Linked DNA regions of Cricetulus griseus: region 1 is linked to region 2. Evidence: chromatin contacts called from public Hi-C data. All regions are on one chromosome and are shown on one strand. Each heading gives the region's core, a stretch centred on a gene start, on an enhancer-like site or on the middle of the called end of the contact. The rest is flanking DNA. Distances are from core to core; before and after follow the strand shown.

The links. A called contact is a pair of places that touch in the nucleus more often than the background predicts.
Region 1: a Hi-C map of liver shows a contact between it and region 2, with 2.8 times the contacts expected there. The contact joins the enhancer-like site here to the promoter of Pdcd4 in region 2. A contact is called at or near these places in 2 of 8 Hi-C or Micro-C datasets (fibroblasts and liver).

Annotation. Positions count from the first base shown.
Region 1 is chr3:7,712,761-7,719,609 of CriGri-PICRH-1.0, reverse strand. Rbm20 (RNA-binding protein 20) reads left to right here. Exons shown (of 14, transcript XM_035443060.1): 8 at 761-840; 9 at 3,100-3,763. Among named protein-coding and RNA genes, the nearest start is that of Pdcd4, 55 kb to the right of the region's middle. Within about 2 kb of position 2,124, at least 3 of the 6 cell types and tissues checked have open chromatin away from gene starts, as enhancers often do.
Region 2 is chr3:7,658,358-7,665,285 of CriGri-PICRH-1.0, reverse strand. Pdcd4 (programmed cell death protein 4) reads left to right here and starts at 4,557. Exons shown (of 12, transcript XM_027407016.2): 1 at 4,557-4,691.

The DNA.
Region 1 (6,849 bases), core at 875-3,374, 57 kb before region 2:
GTGTCTTCATCGGACAGCTGACCCCTCCCCGGCTTGGGCATTTTACGAAGTCTTCCCCGTGTCCCTAGGCTCTCACTCTGAAACCACAGATAGGTCTCCCTCCATTCTCACCCTTACTAGGCGTTTCTCCCAGGCCAACCCTTGACTCAAGCTGTATCAGATCAGTAGCCACGCCTTGCAGAGAGTGCAGAATTCCAGTGTCTGTCCACTAGACCTGGGTTTCCCTGAATGAGCTCTGTGAAGATGTCCACTTGTGTCTGAATGGCTCTGGAAGTCTTTATAAGTCACATAGGAAAAGGCACAGAATAAAAGCAGTTGGTTAGCCTTCTTAATGAAATTCATTATCAACATTTGACTTGGTTAATGGAGATTTTTTTTTTCTTTCAAGGCAGGGTTTCTCTGTGTAGCCCTCGATGTCCCAGTACTTACTCTGTAGACCAGGTTGGCCTTAATCTCGGAGATTCTCTTGCCACTACCTCCAGAGGGCTGTGATTAAAGGTGTGTGCCACACTGCCCAGTTCGTTCTTTTCCTTTCAGTGTCTGCTTTATTAAGATATAATTTACATGCCTTGCTTTCTGGATCCTCAGCCCTACTCTGGTCCTCCTCATGTTCACACTCATCTTTTGGATCAATCCTTTTATCTTTTCCGAAGAAGGTATCGTTTCCCCTCTGGTGGGCCAGGCAATGAGCAAGGCAGGCCATAGCTGCTTCCCGCCGACACCAGAGGTACTTGCTAATGATCTCTCTGCCTTTGCCTAGAAACCCGGGAAAAATGTGGCTGCTATCATCCAGGACATCCATTCCCAGAGGGAGAGGGACATGTTCCGAGAAGCAGACAGGTGAGGCTCCAGGTCTTAGGGCAGAGACCCGGAAGTTAACACATCTTCTAGCTTCTTGTCTTAGGGATGTCTAGGTTAGAGTTAATACTGCTGCGATGACACACCGTCACCAAAAGGCATTTGGGGAGGAAAGGGCTTATTTCACCCACAGTTCCCCGTAACAGCTCATCAGACAAAACGATTCGGGCAGGAACTTGTAACATGGAGACTCATTATTAATTATGAAAGCTCAGACGATCGCTTAGGCTTGTTTCTAACTAGCGCTGACAGTGTAAACTGACCCATTTTTATTCATTTGCATGCTGCTATGTGGCTCATGGCTTTTACCTCTCCTCTGGCATGCCTGGCTTCCTCTGAGTTTGCCTGCTGACTCCACCTTCTTCCTAGCGTCTTCTCTGCCCCCCAAACCCTGTCCAGTGATTGGCCATTCAGCTTTTTATTCAACCAATGCAAGCGATACATCTTCACAGTGTACAGAAAGATTCACAACAGGATCTCAAACAAGGAAGGAGCCTGAAAGGCAGGAGCTGATTTATAGGCCATGGAGGGTGCTGCCTGCAGGCTGACTCCTCATGGTTTGCTCAGCCTCCTTTCTTACAGAACTCAGGACACCAACCAAGGGATGGCACCATGCACAATGGGCTAGACCCTCCCCCATCAATCACAAATTAAGAAAACGCCTTTCTGGCTTGCCTACAATTTGATCTCATGGAGGCATTTTCTCAATTAGGGTAGTCTCCTCTCAGATGACTCTAGCCTGTGTCAAGTTAACATAAAATTAGCCTGCATGGGGATTGGAGTTGTAACTTGGCCTACCCTTGTCTCTGATCCATCCACCTGGCCTTTTAGCTCCTTCTAGTCCCTGTTCGTACAAAAGATACCGCTGTAGTCCAGAAGTGCTGCTCAGGTTAGGTGGGGACATGAGGGATGCTGGGTTCCCCTGGATACTCCTCCTGGGTGGCGAGGATTGCAGTGACTGCGGTTGATTTCTGGTTCTATGGGGACAAGTTTACAGGCTATTGGCACATCCTGGGTGTGCATGGTGGTGGCAGATTCTCTTTAGAGGTAGCCAGTTCCTGATTCTTACAAACTGAATGTAGATGTAGAAGTAAGAATGTATATGGGGGAAAACCGAAAACATACCTGATTCCTTGCACATTGGTGCTGGGCACTGAACGCATGTAATTTCCCAGCTGATTTCTTTCAACGTCATTTATGGCCCTTAAGATGGGAAAACAAAACCAGGCCTGCAGTCTCCAGAGTGGCCACAGGGGGTTCTCTAGCCTAACTGTAGAGGGACAGGTGTCCAGACTTTTCTCATGTTGGCTAAGAGAGAGACTCACCTAGTCCTAGTAGAGGTGCAACTCCCGGTCCTGGCAGGGAGGGCTACATTGTCCTCCATTTGCGAACCCACCCGATGGAAACGCTCCATCCTTCTGTGGTTTCAGGTGTGTGTAATCCAGGAGATCTGCTTAACAGTCTCAGGGAGCAGTGAGTGTTCAGGATTGGGCTTTTTATGTGTCTGATTTTTTTTTAATTTAAAATGGCGGTTACTTGGGGTTTTGATGGTGTGTATAGGACAGCTCATGGCACCTGCAGTTAGTTCTGTAGTGACAGAGTGGGGAGACTGTGAGGTTTGCCTCCGAGCCTTAGGCAGATCCGATTCCTGAGGGTCTCAATGTCTGCCTCTCAAATTTGAGAAGGGCTTCCCGATTCCTTGCTTTGTGGATCTCCCAGCCTGCCTCCTCACTCCTGTCACTCCCCGGCTATGGGCACCCCTCTTCCATTCCGAGAGCCTTAGCTACTTGTAACAAGGTCTAAATGAGAGGGAAAAAGAAGTTAAGTCACTTATATTCTGATGGGGTCCAAGTGGAGGAGTGGCTTCAAGTCTTAAGCCAACGACATTGAATCTGGGTTAGGCAGTGTCTCCAAGGATAGACATAGCAATCTCTCACCCTGTCTATCCCGGGGAAAAGACTTTCCTGTACCCTAAACAGAGCTTCTAAGAGGAGGTACGGTAGGACTGAGCCAAACCAGTATAATCACTCTTCCCAGCTAGGAGCAGACTGTAGGGGAGCCGGCAGAGGGAGGACAGGCTGGTTCCTGGCCACTCTGTGTAGTGCTGGGTTGTGAGTGATGGATGAACAGATGCGCGGGTGGTTCCAAGGACATCTCTGAGAGGATGAGGCCCTCTGCATCTGGGCGATGTGGGGTCTGGGCTCTGCAGCTTCTGAACACTGTTTTTTCCCTTCCTCCCAGGTATGGTCCAGAGCGGCCGCGTTCTCGAAGTCCAGTGAGCCGATCACTTTCCCCGAGATCCCACACTCCAAGCTTCACTTCCTGCAGCTCTTCCCACAGTCCGCCAGGCCCTTCACGGGCTGACTGGGGCAACGGCCGGGACTCCTGGGAGCACTCTCCCTATGCAAGGAGGGAAGATGACCGAGAACCTGTCCCCTGGAGGGAAAATGGGGAAGACAAGAGAGACAGGACCGATGTTTGGGCACATGACCGGAAACACTACCCCAGGCAGCTGGACAAAGCTGAGCTGGATGAGCGGCTTGAAGGAGGAAGGGGCTACCGAGAAAAGTACCTGAGGTCAGGGTCCCCCAGCCCACTCCATTCTTTGTCCAGCTACAAAGGGCGGGAAGATGGCTACTATCGGAAAGACGCTAAAGCCAAGTTGGACAAATACCCCAAGCAGGAAGTACCAGGAAGGTCCAGGAGGAAAGACGAAGCCAGACTTCGGGAAACTAGACACCCTCACCCAGAGGACTCGGGCAAGGACGATGAACTGGAGCCCAAGATCACCAAGGCCCCCGAGGATGGCAAGTCCAAGCAGAGTGAGAAAAGTAAAACCAGGAGACCTGACAGAGACCAAGGAGGAGCTGATGATACAAAAGAAAGCAGAACGGCAGAGAATGAGGTAATGATGCAAATGTGACCCTGGAAGGTGGGGCGAGCCTAGAGCAAATCTCAAGCCTCATTCATTGATGATGAACATGTACGGCATGAATGAACGTTTCTTACTGTGCAGGGCACTGTGCAAAGCACGCTGTGTCAGCTATGGCACTTAGTCCTCACAGCAGCCCTACGAAGTTAGGGTCGCCAGTACTACAGGGGAGGGAAGCAAAGCACAGGCCATGACACAACGGGACAGGCAGAGTTGTGGCTAGTGATCTGGTTCCAACTCCCACGGGACCTTGTCGCTTTCACTAGAAGTTCAGGAGAGACTTGGTGGAAAGGCCCTTTGTGGTTCTGTGTGCCCAGGGTGGAGTGTTCCTGGGTGTTGGCACCCACAGTTACCCAAGGGAGATTAGATCTTGGTCCATTCGGTGCACATGCCAGAAGTATCACTGACCTGCAGCTCCAATGACAGATAAGGAGAAGCAGCCACCGCCTCCTAAATTATACTGCAGGCTCAAGTATGGTGAGATTCTCCAGATAAAAGACTTTAATTTCATTTTAATCAAGTCACGTTGCAACCAGTGGGCACTTACACACAAGTCTGCTACACCACTGTGGTTCTTACTCGGGGGGTGGGGGAGCTGGGGTACCAGATTGAAATTCTAACTTGACCTGCATCTTCTCCTAGCTGAGGCATCGTATTAAATGGGGGTGAGATAGTAGAATTTCAGGGGTCTTCATAAGAAACTTAATTCTTAAAAATCCTCTGTGCACATCTTCTAGTCACTCTGACCCAGGACTTGGTGACAGTCCAAGAACCCAGAGACATTCAACACGGCTGCATTTTTAGGACATATTTAAAATATTCTGTTTTTTTTTTTTTTTAAACATAAGATCATGATTCTGGTAGAACACACAGCGAACACATGCCAAAGATTTCTATTGGCTCCCGCATTACATCTTAATAGCATATGAATAAAGCCAGCTCAAAGGAGGGGCTGATGAAGAGGAGGGTTATAGCAGCAGTCAACAGAGGGGTGTAACTGGTGTCCTCAGAAGGAAACATTGGCTGCATCCTCACTGGATAAAACTCATTTGCATCTTTATGTGGAAGAAGCATTTCAAGGACCAGTGATCAGTTCTCAACACAGTTGTAAAATCACTGGCCACCAAGAAGGATATGGTAGACAAATGCCTAGCGTTCTGTTAAAAAGGATACCAGGCCTGGGCCTAATGGCACAGGTCTGTAATACAGAGGGGTGGACAGAGGCAGGAGAATCTCAGGTTAAAGGCCAGCCTGGGCAACTTAGTGAGACCCTGACTCAAAATAAAAATGCCAGTGGCTAGGATGAAACTCCATGGTGGAGCATTGCCTAGTTACAAGAGGCTCTGGCTTCAACTCCATGTCAAATAAATAAGTAATTAAGCAAGTAAGTATATAAATAAATAGAGGAAGGGCAGGGGGTCTTACCAGGAATCAAAGTCTGCCATGTCTTCTCAACTGGCCAGACAGGAACTGCACGGGAGGTGACATCAGAGAAATGGGTGGGGTAGTGTTAAAGATTTACACTGGATTCTGAGAAAATGCAAGCCATCTGGCATTTTTAAAAAGAGGGTGCACTTTTCCCAGCTGTATCCCTGGGTTCCATGCTTGTGGATGCAAACAACCACAGATTGAAAATATTTGGGGAGAAAGTTTCGTTTTGAATAAATATCTATAAACTTTAAAAAAATGTTATGTCTAAAGAAGGCAATAAAATAACTATTCACATAGTGTGTGCATGGCACTAGGGATAAAAAGTGATCTAGAGGTGATTTAAGGTTTATATGAGGGAATGTGTCGGTTATAGGCAAATACATGGTCATTTTATATAAGGGCCTTAGTTACCTGCAGACCCTGGCATGTGAGAGAATCTGGAACCCCAGCCTCCAGAAACCACAGGGCAGCTGCAATTGCTAAGAAGTAGTCACGGAGTTGGGCGGGCACATGATCCCCTGGGCATGGAGTCTCCCTTCCCTGGAAGTCCACTTCACTTGTTCTTAGCATCTTTATCTTTGCTTACGGGTGCTGAGTAGCATCTCAACACCCCGCACCCTATGTCTCCTTCAACTTTCTGTGTTCAGAATGATCTGCGCACACATCAGGTGTCACCTTTCTCAACAGCGTCTACCCTCACCCTAAAACCCCCAAATGCAATCTCCACAATGCAAGAATCTTTTGTGTTCACAGCCTTGTCCCTGTCCTTGGAGTAGAGCATGGCACAGAGTATCTGTGGAAGAGGCAATGACTTAGCAGCAAAGGCTTGACTACTGAGAACCAGCCCACACTCTAGTCTCTGTCTCCCTGTTTTTGCTAAGTAGGTATTATCATTAGCTGCAATCGTGTTTTAGTGAGCTTGTGCCCATGACAGACCCTCTGCAGTCTCTACAGGCAGAGAAGCCCTGTGTGTTTCTTAGTGGTCACGGGTGGCCAAGTCTTGACCTGACCTTAGAACCTCAGAAAGAAATCAAGTCACTGAGAATGGCTCCTTCTAGAAGGGCCGAATCAAGGACCACAGATGTGTCTAGGGAAGCCAAGCCAGCAAGGTGGTAGGACGAGTAAGGCCAAGCATGGGGTGGTGACCGATGGAGGAAGTCAGCTCCTGCTCCACTCCAGATGGCCAAGTTCTCGACCCTGCTGTCAGAGCTGCCTTCAGGTACCTAGAGCAAGAACCAGCTCTACAGATCTTCATGGAGTCTCCCATGCCTTAAAAAAAAGTCCAGGGTGGGGAAGGTGGCTCAATGGGTGCATTTTTTCATTGCAAGCATGTCTCTGGAATGCAGGTAAAGGGGGATGTAGTCTATAATCACAGGGTTCCTATGATAGGATGGGAGGTGTAGACAGGAGAATCTCTGGAAGCCTGTGAGCCAGCAAGTGTGGTACTGTGGCAAACAACAAAGATGCCTTGCCCAAAACGAGGTTGAAGATGAGGACCAATACCTGAGTTGTCTTCTAATGCATGCATGCATATATGTGTCTGGACACAAACACGTGCACACACATGTGTATGGTCACCATGTGCATGTGCGCTCACACACACACACACACACACACACACACATGAA
Region 2 (6,928 bases), core at 3,308-5,807:
GAGGCGTGCACCACCACCGCCCAGCTCCATCGGGTATCTTTATTTCCAGTACATTTAAATGAAATGGAGGCACCCGATAGCGGAAGGCACGTTCACTTAAAAGATTCAGGACTGATCTATAGAAAGAATCTAGTCCAGCCTGGCTTCCAGACGTCTGGAGTCTTCCTGTCTACCTGATCCGTGCACTGAAACCCTATTTTCTCCTCTGGCTTCGATTCTGACTAGTTACAATGGTTGGGCAGCTCATCCAATTTCTCTGGATCTGTTTCTCTCCTTTCAAATGAAAGGGCAGAGGTAGGGAATTACCGAATTTGCTTTAAACGTAAAAGTCCCACGATTACTAGTGACCTGCTTAAGCTTCATTTCTACTGCCTCTGAAGCACGGAGAGTCTTATCCCCATCACTGGGGGTGGTGAAAGTGTACATAAAAGTGCACAGGAAACCTTAAAACAATGCAAACATCAGCTGTCATCACTGCGATTCTTTTTGTGGCTTCCTCTTCAGGCCATATTTCAAGCCTTTCACTATTTGTACTAAAGGAGACATGGCCTCTTGTGGAAATTCCTAAAATCTTGGCCTCTACAAAAGGAGACCAAGACTGGTAAGTGCAGGTAAATGAAGCCGATGCAAATGACAATCTCATTTGCAAGTTCTTTGGAAGGAAGTGGACTAGACCTGCTCTCACTCCCCAGAAAGAGGGCTGCTTCTGAGTTTCATGCAAGGGCTTGAGCAGTGCTAAGAAGTCAGAGCCCTCCGATCTCCAGTGTGGCTTTGTCCAAAGTGTGAACCAGCCCTGAAGAGCCGCACAGCCACCTGCAGATGTTTAGGGGTTTGGCCTGTCACCTGTGCATGTTTACTCATATGAACCCGTAGCATGCCAAGCCTAACACCAACCCTTTCTCTCTTCTTTGCTTGTTTAGGGAATGGCTTCATACTGTTGCCCAGGCTGGACTTGGACTCATGGTAGTCCTCTTGCCTCTCTCTGGCTAAATGTTGGAGTTGCATGTATGGCTACCATACCTGGCTTCTGCCATCAACTCTTGCCTTTGGGATGGAGGGGAGTTATATTATCAAAGCCTTGCATCTAGAGACAGCCCCTAGATAGAGTGTGACAATTTTTACCTACACCTCACTGAATCTTTTTAGACATTAGAGGAAAATTCTGTCATCTCTTGTTTTTCATTCCCAGGACTCCTGTGGTGTTACCTAAGTTCATTGCATAGTGTCTCAAAGTGTGAGAACTTGAATGAATTGAGACCTCCTGGTGTCAATAATTCCTTCTTTTACAGTGCAGAACATTGGAGCATTATATTGATCTGGGGGAAGAGAAGTTGAAATGCCCAGAGCAATGCAGTTAGGAACAAAGTCAATAACTTAAAAGCAAAACTTAGAAACTCTATTACCCTTCTTCTCACAAACCCCAACATGCCCCACCCATCTTCTCTGTGCATCTTAACAGTGCTGAAACCCGAGGGAAACTGGGATACATATGCCTATCTGATCACACAGCAGAGTCTACTGTCACTTCTGAGCAGGTGGCTTGTCCTAGGTTATTGTTGGTCTTTTCTTTCCTGGAATGAATTGTTATGAAAGGAAATGGAAGTTACAGTTCTATCATTCTGGAATGAATGAGTGAAGAGGAAGGGAACCTCATATCTGACAGCAAAACTAATGTTGAGCCAATAGGCAAAGGGCTTTAAGTAACAAAAAGTCTACGAGAGTTTACAATGTGAGATGAAAATACAAATGGTGGCCAGGAATCCCAGGGACTCCTAGGCTTCAGGTGCCAGCTGTCCTGAGAGAGAAAAATGCCTTTTTCCAAGAATAGAAGGGTTAGTTAGGTGCTTTTCACAGAATAGGCAGCCAATAAATACTTGTAGATTGGCTTGCTAGGCAAGAATTCTTGGCACTTGGTTATTTTTCCATTTCTAATTTATTCTCTAATTTTGATTCTTTTAAAGCCCTTGGCTACAGAGGCACAGGTGAGCAGGGAGCAGCTGGGATAGAAGCAACGTTGGTTCCAGGGCCTATCATCTATATTCCCAAGATTTTTTTTTTTTTTGCAACATATTCTGGGATATCCTAAAGCATAAGAGTTCTGTGTTCAGATAAATAATTGTTAAGTTTCTTGGGCTGCCCACCAAAGATGCTAAGAGTCAGTAGTAAAGGAAAGTTTAACCTTTTCATGACTCATTCTTTCCAAGACGTGGCTATGAAACGGTTTCTCCCTCACTGTTTTTTTTTTTTTTTTTCAGGATACTTAATAAAATATTGCAAAATCCACATGCTTCTGAAAATACCTTCTGAATTTTACTGGTGAAGAAGCAGAAGGCTTGAGAAGGAAGTGGGGTTGTTATTGATAGCAGGGACCTGGGACTATAACGCCGTTCCTATCTTGCCCAAGCTGGTCAGCCACACACTAAGGTGGGTTTTGGGATTTCAGATTTTGGAGTGAGGCTTGAGATGGGGAGCAAAAAGGATGTGAGTATTTTTTGCTCTATTAGGCCCCATTTGCCAGAGCAGATTTGATAACACAAATATTTTATTCTCTGTTAGATCCTCTGCTAGGGCACATTTGCTAACAGACACTGTTTCAGAGGCCCAAGGTGCTCTTTAAAAATGGGGATTATATTATACTCTTATTTCAGAGGTTTTGGGATATTTGCCCTATAGAGCCTGGCTATACCGTGTGCTAAACAAGGGAGTAAAGGGGAGAAATTAGCAGTAGTCTGTAGCTGGTGGCAGGTTGGGAGCAAGAAAGGGTCAAGAACTAAGGTCAAGAGAGGGATGGGTAAGAAAGAAGCCAACACACACCGATTAGGGGAGAGAAAGGAGACAGCTGCAGATAGTTTAAAAAGCCACAAAATTGAGTGGCTAGGAAGCTCTGATTATAAATAATGACCATGACTCATGAGGCTAATTCAGATGCTGGCCATGTGAGGAAGTCCTTGACCAAGAGCTGATGATCACTACCAAGGACTGGGATTCTCTGTGAACTCATATAAGGAGCATTTATTGCATGGGTTAATAAATCTACAAAACGGCTTCATAAGCACACAATACAAAGGTGAGCCAGAGATAGATCTGGTGTCCAACAAGGCCATGTTCTTAGGGAGACAAGTCAGGACCAGGACTTGGATAAAATAATGCCAGGTAGAACTCAATCAGTGCCTCCAGAGGTACAACAGGCCAACACTCAGAGAAATCAGGTTTCAGAAAATGGATCATATTGGCACGAGGCTTGATAAAGACTGAGGGAGGCCAAGAGACATGAGTAGGATGTACCAGGCATTTCAAGATGACATGATACAAAGACCTGACAGGACCCAAGGGAGGATGTGGATCAGAGAGCTGTCCAAGTGGGTTCCAGAGAACTGTCCAAGGGGTATCCATGGACTCGGAAGGGTGTGGAGACATGGCCTCAGAGCCTGTAAGTCATGCTGTGGGTTGTAAGATGTCTGAGAAGGCGGCACCTCAGAGAGGCATTGGGGTGCTTGCGATGGAGCGTGTGTGTGTGTGTGTGTGTGTGTGTGTGTGTGTGTGTGTGTGTGTGTGTGTGTCTGTGTGTCTGTGTGTCTGTGTGGTAGCATTAGGTAACACTGTGTGTGTCTGTGTGTGTGTGTGTGTGTGTCTGTGTGTCTGTCTGTCTGTGTGATAGCATTAGGTAACACTGTCCAGGCAGGAGACTGGACATTGGGCCTAAGTTAGGGGATGGGGGTCACTACTGAGCGGGGAGGCAGTTCAGTTCCGAAAAGACCAAGGCATCTTTCTGGTATTGCCATTCAGACTATAGGTAAACATGGGCAGAGAACGCAGGTCAGTGCTTTATCAGGGGCACAGGATACTGCACACCATCTCTGGAGATGATGCCCCAGACAACACGAGGGCTAGAAGAGCCAGAGATGACAGCCCGAGGGAAAAGTCACACAAGACAGCTCTAGAAGGCTGTTTCAATACGGCAAACTGTAGCCATGGTTGAGAAACCCAGCCTTGAAATCCAGAATGCAAGGACCACAGTGGCCTGGCCGCTGAGCAAAAGGGACTTCAACTTTCGAATCTCTCTGATCTGGCAAACGGGAACGACTTTTTTTTTTTTTTTTTAATCTCTAATTTAGAGTGCTCGGGCCTGTACTGCGAGAAACTTCCGAGCACGTGGACACGCGGGCTGGAGCCACGCGTGAGAGCCAGGGCCGGGGGCAGAAGCAGAGGTCGGCTTTCCTGCACGCCCAGAAACGGAGGGGAACCCACAGCTCTTGGGTGGGCTGAGCCTGCCGACGCCCCGTGGAGAGCACAGGCGAGCCGGGTGCCCGAGCCGCATCCCAGCCCCCACTCCGGCTCGCTCTCCCCAGCGGCCCCGCCCCCGACTGCCCGCTGAGCGGCTCCGGAGCCCGGTGCGCATGCGCCGGCCGTCGGCGCTCCACCCCCCACCCCCTGCGCCCCGCCCCAACTTTCCACGTTTCACTTCCCTCCGTCTCCGCCTCCGCTGCAGCCCCGCCGCCACGATTGGCTGCCGGGCCTCCCCCTCTCGGCCAATCGCCGCCACGCCGTCGCCCCCGTGTTACTGGGTAGAACAAAACAAAAACAAACAGAGCGAGCGGGGCCAGAGGCGCTCCGAGGCGGCTGCGGCGGAGGCTGAGCAGCGGGGTCGGGGCCAGGTGGACCGGGGACCCGGGCGAGCGGCGGCGTCGGCGGTGAGCGGCGGCCGGACGGGGTCAGTACGGTGGGCGCGGCTCGCACGCTCGGGCTGCCGCGTCCTCCTCCCTCCGGGCCGCCCGGGGTCCGCGGAGGCGGCCGCACGTTGGGAGGGGGAGGGGGCGTGGAGGCCTGGACGCGCGCGGCGGGCGGTGGGGCGAGCGGCGGCGGGCGGCGGGCAAGCGGCCGGGGCGGCGGGCCCGGGTCTGCAGCCGCCTCGAAGCCCTCGGGCCCGGCCGCGCTCGCCCAACGCCAGCGGCTGCGGGGAGCCGCCGGGGCTCGGTCTCCGGGGCCGGGCCGGGCCGGGGCGCTGCAGCGCGCGGGCCCGCCCCCTCCTCCGCCGTCGCCCCTGCCCTACCCCGGCGGCTGGGCGCGCGGGCGCTCGCGGCCCCGAGGCGAGGAGCCCTCGGGTGCCCGTCCCGATGCAGTTGGACGTGGGGGCCGGGCCGGGGCGGTAGGGGAGGCGAGTGGGCCACACGGAGGTCGGGGGAGGGCGGGAGGAGTCGTGCGGGAACGCCGCTGCCACTGCGGGCTCCGCCGGGCCCGGCGCCAGCTCCCCCTGGCCGTCCCTGCTGCACTGGGCCCCCGAAAGGCAAAATAACCACAAGACAAGCTAGAGAAAACAAAGCCGAGAAGGGAGCCCCCTTTCTGCGAACGCGTGCTGCGCCTGCTGCCTGGGTCTGTGCGGGGCTGCGGTGTGCACAGAGGGGGCCCCGCTCCCCAGATGCCCGAGCCTGCAGGCCGAGGACTCCCCACGTCTCCCCCGCGCCCTCCGGGGCGCTGGCTCGGTAGCCAGCCGCTGTAGCCTCCTGTGGGCTGTCGTCCAAACGCAGCTACTGGTCGGGGTGAGTGGCGGGCGTGAGGCCTGTCTGCAGGATGCTGCGTGGAAAACATTCTGGGTAGCTTCACAGTGCTGGCATTCCCCGCGGTTTAAGAATTGGAGGCTTTGCGAAAGCCCGCAGTCCTTTTTAAAAGGCATGTCTGGGCATATATTCATATATGCCTGTATTGGCATTTATAGCCATAATATGCTTGCCCCCCCCCCTCTCTCTCTCTCTCTCTCATACACACACACACACACACATAGTGGCGTCTTCGAATTATAATTTGGTTAGTTTGTCTATTGTGGTAATGTTAAGGGAATAATACTTGTTAGGACTGCAAAAATAAATGTACATGGTTATTTTCTATAGCGATTGCTTTTGCCTTGCTGCGGTAGAGCGCTTTTAGCTGCTTGTAAGTTGCTAAGAGGGTGATTGTGTCCCAGGGAAGAATGAAAGTAATTGTCTAGTTAACATATGCTCTAACCCTGACTTGCAGAAATGCCAGAGTAATTTATGGGGTATTTAGGAAATCCACTGGAGGACAGTTAATTTCAACCTTACATTTTCTAACTGTACGCATGCTCATTGGGAACGATTTTGTATGGCGTGGTGTGGGGCGAATAGAGTTTAGATTTATTTTGTTTATTTATTTTTGCTTTGCTTAAGTTTGATGTGAGCATTTTAAGGATTTTTAAATTGTAAAAAAAAAAGGGGCGGGGGGAAGCCTGCCACTCTGAAGACAGTGGAACATATTGTCCTTTAGAACAGTTGTGCCGCTGTGGGTTGTGACGGGTTCCTGACTCTTTGATCCAGTTGTCATGGTCTGAAGAAGGAACTGTAATAATGTAATAATGTAATAATAATAGAGCAATATATTATAATTATTTTTAGTGTTTGTTGTAAGGACTCGGGCATTATTCTGGCCTGCCCCTGTCACCTGGCAGAATGCACCCTGGTCAGTCCAGGGATCCATGAGTCCATAGTCTGCATACAGGTTCGTAGGACCCCTTTAAAAGACAGACCCCGCCCACTTACCCTATTTTTCTCTCTCTCTTCTGCTGTTCCCCTGGGGCAGACAGGACTTTTCCTGTCTCCCTCTTCTCTTCTGTCCTCTCTCTGTCTCTTTACCTCTTTTCTCTCCTGCTCCCCCCCCTTTCCCTTTTTAATAAAACTTCTCACTAGGTTCTGTCTGCCTGGCCGTGTTTGTCTCCCGCCATGGTCAACCTCGCCTGTCATGGAATCCGCCAAGGTTCCCCATGTGCTTTATCACAACGTTGGGAAAGCAGTGCTGTAACAGTTGGCTAACTGTTGTCTGTGGTCTGTGTTGTCATAAGCTTTTGTTGTTGTTGTGTTGTGGTAGTTCACTGTGAGCTCTTGCATTGCATTTACAAGGTGGGATTCTGTTAGTGTGC